2 separate regions of the Dromaius novaehollandiae genome follow, and region 1 is linked to region 2. Evidence: chromatin contacts called from public Hi-C data. All regions are on one chromosome and are shown on one strand. Each heading gives the region's core, a stretch centred on a gene start, on an enhancer-like site or on the middle of the called end of the contact. The rest is flanking DNA. Distances are from core to core; before and after follow the strand shown.

Region 1 (2,700 bases), core at 139-2,638, 510 kb before region 2:
ATTGGGGGTAGAAAGGTAACTACTGGAAGGCTGTAACATCTTCTAGACCATGCTAGAGCTTTAGGAAGTGGGGTTTTAGGGTTTTTTTTGGTTGGTTTGTTTTAAGATGAGCCAACTTAAGATCCAGTTACTTTCCAGGAAGGTCAAGTAAAGTTTCACATGCCATCTCTGCCTTTCACTCCCTAAACCACTTGCTAGAGTTGCAAGTTCTTTCTTGTTAAAAGGAAAGCCATACAGAAATCTAAGTCTGTATGTTCAACAATATCAAATAATGAATACACCTAAAGAAACAAACTCATCTGTATTATGCTATCATCAGTATTAGCCCACTTGCAAGAACAGGAAGTAAAAAAAAACACTTTGGACATATTATTCACTAATCCCCTGAAGTATTCCCATCTTCAGCTGCTCCACGAGAATAACTGCTGGTGTAAGTGGGCAAAGCCACCATGTCAGCCAACACAGACCGTTTCAGAGCTAACATCATTGCAGATAACCGTTTACATGCCTTATCTCTCGTTAAGTTGCAAGTACTTTAACTACCATTATTATAACAAGAAGCCCTATACCCCGTGCTCGCCGCCTTCTTTCCCTTCTTTTGCCCTCTCCTTTCTGACGCTGAGAAGAAGGACAAGTTAACAGGAAAAGCAGCATCCTCAGAAGCATCTCTGGGAGGGAGGAAGCAGGAATAAAGAGGGGAGCCAGAGCAGGGGAGAGAGAAGAGGGAGGAGAAACACCTCCCAACCCCACAGCCATCAAGAAACCGGGGTCTGTTACTTGTCCTGGTGGCTCCGCTCTCCCTAGGCACCGCGGTCGACCCGCCCCCCTTCCCCGCCTCGGCAGACCACGCAGGCCTCCCCAGGCAGGCACACCCCGAGGGCGGCCCCTCACCCGCAGCCCGGCCGGGCGCCACCTCCGCCACCGTCCCCGGTAAAAGCCCCATCCAGCACCCGCAGGCGGGAAGGGGCCCCGCGGCGGCGGCAGCCTCACCTTTGCGCAGCTCCCGCTCCCACACACTGACGATAAGCGCCGAGTGCTTGCGGTGGTGGATGAGCCAGAGGCTCAGCGTCTGCACGCTCTGCTGAGAATTGCTGAGCTCCGACAGCTTCCGCTCCAGCGCCGCCTCCGAGAAGGCCGACATGCCGGGCCGCCGCTCGGCCGCGACCCTGCCGCCCCCGCTGCCCGGCCGCGCTCAGGCCCCGCCGCTCCGCCCCAGCGGGGGAGGAGCCCGCCGCTCCCCGGCCCGGCCCTTTCCTTCCCGCCTCGCCGGCCGCCACTTTCGCGCGCCCCGGCAGTCCGCCGCGAACAAAATGGCGGCGGCGGCCGCCGACCCTCCCGGAGGCCTGCCGGGCTCCGCCCCTCCTCCTCCGCGCCTCACTTCCGGCGGAGGGGAGGCGGGGGGAAGGGGGCTTATGCCGGTTCCCGCCTTTTGTGCGCGCGCCGCCCTCACGCGTGCCCCAACCGCCCGACCGTTAGGGAACGGGGGCGGGGGCAGTTGGCCTCAGCGGGTGTCAGCTGCCAGACCAAGGAGCGTTGCGGCTCGCTTATGTCTTTCCTTCAGTCTTTTGTCCCGATCAAACTCTTTCTAAAAAACCCTTTCTTTCGCTCTCTTTTTCTTAGTGATGGATTGTGTGCTGGAGTATTTCCTCCTACTTGTTTCAGACCTGTTCCATTAAAGCTTTGATGGATGCCCCTTAGTTCTGCTTTTGTGGCAATAGTGAATAAAAGTTGCTCCCTGCTCCCGTGTGTTTTGTGGTGGTTATTGTTTTAGAGACTTAATATTGTATCACCTTCAGTATTTTTTTTCTCACTCTAAAGAATCCAAATCTATTTAGTACGTGCCTGTGTGAAAGATAGTCTCTACTGCTGAGCATGTGTGGCTTTTCTAGTCTTCTAAAACTGCCTCACATCACATCTTATTTAGACATTACTGAGTAACTGACGTTTTCAGAGAACTATGAACTTCAGCTCCTACAAATTTCTCTGGAGCCCTATTTCTGGGTAGTTAATCATAACTTCAGACAATGTCTTTCACAGATACTGTTTTAATATTTCTATAAAATTATATACATATCAGAAAAATATACTTTACTTTGGGGCATCCTGACAATGTTTTAAGTATTCACTCTTAAGACAGAGTATTCCTGTAGTCATGTGCGCATCCAGTTGCTTCTTACCAAACAGCAACAAGCTAATTGAGAAAAAAATCTGTAATTTTTGTTTTTAAAAACTCTAAATTTCATTTTCCCTATTTCATGTCTGACATTCAGAGAAGATGGCCCAGGTGATAATCGTGAGAGCACTCTTTTCAGGGAATTTTCCTAATGCTGCTTCTTAGAGAAATCCGATACATTTCAAAAACATAAGACCTTGGGGGTGTTATGTGTTTTCATGTGAATTCTATTCACAAAATTGGCATGGATGATTTTGGATGATTCCTGGCAGAAGAATTTAAGTGAAGAGCTGCACAAATCTTTGAGAAATCTCATTTTCTATAAATTCACTGCATTTTGGTAATCATGAATGAAAGAGGATTTGTAGTACCTTGCTATTTTTGCTAGGTACAGCAGAGGACGCTATTGGCATTATATAGAACTGGCCACTGAAGTAAAATTAAGATAGAGCTAACACAGATGCAAGCATTAGAAAAATTAAATATGAATAGTAATTTAGAAATTAACATTCAAATAATATTTTCTG
Region 2 (2,700 bases), core at 79-2,578:
GGCTCAGCACTCTTCTACATCAGGCCACCTGTTGAAGTGGCTAAATATAGGCCTAAGAGCTTAACCTCAGGCTTTGGCAACCCTGGCTATTACAAACTGCTATTACACCTCCAGCAGTTCTAGGATGTCACAGAGCAGGACACTAGCAGCAAAACAACCCCAGCTCTCTCTATATAGAGAGAAAGGTAAAGCTGAATGCATTAACAAAATAATTAAATGAGATCTGAAAAAGAGCTGAAGCATGAGGAACCACGATGCTGTAATTTACCATTAAAGCTGATGCCCAGCTGAAGTTTGCCACTAAAGAGCTAGTGTGAACTGAGCTTTACCCCATTCTTTTAATAGCTAAATCATGTTTAGGTTATCCAAGGATAAAAATTTAACTGTGGTACATAGCTCAATATGAAAACTTGTAAAGGTTCTCTAGTCCTGGATACATCCTTCTGCCTCTCCTTGCAAACATTTTGTTTGAGGAACCTGCCCAAATGATTGGAAAGTGGATTTTAGAGATTAAAATGAATTTGGGTCGTATCTTTGCTGGAAACTTTTAAAGATGTAATTATTATACACAGGGATGTATGCATGTGACCATTTGTTTTCTAAGCAAGATCACTGCAGCAGCAAAAGTAGGTCTGTGTATGCCACTGTAGTACTATTAAGGAGACTCACATGAGTCAATGATTCCACTTTTTGCGTTGAAATGACTACTTTGATCCTAAAAAAAAGCCTTTGTGCTGTTAGGTCTGCAGACACATTACATGTGTGTGCATTTGTGTGTATATCATGTAAACTGCAGTTTATGTGAACACAGCCGTCAGAGTGTTCAGTTCTACAAGATTATCAGACACCATCTTGCCAAGAGCATTAGCTTTGCTCATTTTTAGAGTAAGAAATAAAGATTTGTCATCTCAGCACACTTTGTAAGCATAAAACATAACAAACAAGAATACCACTTAAGTATAATCACTTCTAGACTGCAAAATTAATACTGTAGGTTTTTGTCATGAACACTGCAGTAAACTTGAAGGAACACCTGACAGAACTCCAGGGTAGAATGAAATATTATAAAATGAAAAGCAAATACAGTTGATGCAATAAATACAATGCTCTGCTGAGAATGTCAACAGGGGAACTTGGTCAGAAACTACAAGCTGTGAAGAACATTTTCAGCCAGTCTTGCTTGAATGAACACTGACAGCACAACACAAGTTTTGAGAGTTATTTCCAGTGCGCTCTTTGAACTTTGTTTATGGCTAGTTAGCCCACAGCAGTAACAATCTGACAGCCTGCAATGCCCCAACAGGCCTGATTTGTGCTCTAGCCACGACATCTCACAAAGCAGGGGAAGCACAACCTCTAGCTAGGGCTCCAAATATTATTCTAGTGTAAAGCATTAGCAACCATGCAATGCATTCGTATACAGCTATGTCTCTCTCATACATCTGCATAATGTTGCTTTTTCAGATCTGTTGTAGATCAGATGTACAATAGCTTTTTTTTCCTGTCCTAGAGACTGTCATAACTGGAGAAAGTTACTTCTCAGAGACACATAGTGCTTACAGACAGATGCAGGACTACTATATCAATAATTTCTCCTCTATCAACTTTCAGATGTAAATGTTTTCCAATGTACCTTACATTTAAATAGAAAAGATGACGATCATGAAGTCAGCATGCAGCACTTCTTCTGTTGTTTAATCAATGTGAATATGCCTAGAATAGTGGTTTTGGTCCCTTTTTACCTCCAGTTAATTGATTACCTATTAACTCAAGTTAACTGAACTCAGCTCTAAGTGCCCGTCTAGACATGCCACAAATGTTTATTCCAGGACATTCTGAAGAAAAACCACAAGTATTTGAGTCCTGGGAGAAAAAAGTCTGCGGAATATCCAGACTAGCATTTTCAATTGTGTTATTAGGTCAAGTTAGCATGGCAATTAATTATTGTGGAGCAAAGGGTACTAAAAATGTTAGCGCTGACATTGCCTAATAAATTTGGAGTTTCAGATTGCCACTGCCAGAAAATTAATCCTTCTGTGTCACGCAGGTTTTAATCAGGAGATATATGGAAATTTGCTGGTCTCAAGGTATAAGATTATAGTAAATATGTAAAGGTTTTTGATAAAATAAACCTAGCTACACAAATGTTAGCAGCTTTCTTAGTCATTTTGTAGTGTTTACATGTTACTTAAAATACTAACAATGTATTTACATTACATCTTTGCTTAGGTATGTTAATTAACTGAAGCTTAACCAGTCATAAACCACCAGGAATGTAATGAAGAAAACTAGTATTTGCTTTACTACTTTTTTCCATACTTTTAAATATTGATGTAAGCTCAATTTTTACATTCTTCTGCTTCTTCTGTCTTTTAAGTCCCCCCCTTTGTCTTCTTAAATCTTTGCTCTTCATGGATGGGAGCAAGTAGCTCCACATCTCAACCCTTTCCAATTAAAGTAATATGAAAAACAACACTGTAATATTTTTTTTGACTGACATCTTCCAGAAATAAGAGCTATGATCAGATGATAAGCTAACTCCTGCCCCATACATAGCATATTCATGCTCTTAGCCACAATCTCACACAGGTCCATTGCTACCCGATGGAATATTTCATAGCATTTGCAGTTTGCACCTAACTTTTATCCTCTGACAGTCAGTAGGAAGACCTCAATTTAGCCAAACACCAGTTCATGAAA

What was found. Hi-C and Micro-C count contacts between places; a contact is called where the count stands out from the background.
Region 1: a Hi-C map of liver shows a contact between it and region 2, with 9 times the contacts expected there. The contact joins the promoter of RPRD1A here to the enhancer-like site in region 2. A contact is called at or near these places in 3 of 4 Hi-C or Micro-C datasets (brain, liver and ovary).

The regions. Positions count from the first base shown.
Region 1 is chr2:67,896,226-67,898,925 of bDroNov1.hap1, reverse strand. RPRD1A (regulation of nuclear pre-mRNA domain containing 1A) reads right to left here and starts at 1,388. Exons shown (of 7, transcript XM_064506712.1): 1 at 991-1,388. The coding sequence starts at 1,141.
Region 2 is chr2:67,383,204-67,385,903 of bDroNov1.hap1, reverse strand. No RefSeq gene overlaps it. Among named protein-coding and RNA genes, the nearest start is that of FHOD3, 13 kb to the left of the region's middle. Within about 2 kb of position 1,328, at least 1 of the 2 cell types and tissues checked has open chromatin away from gene starts, as enhancers often do.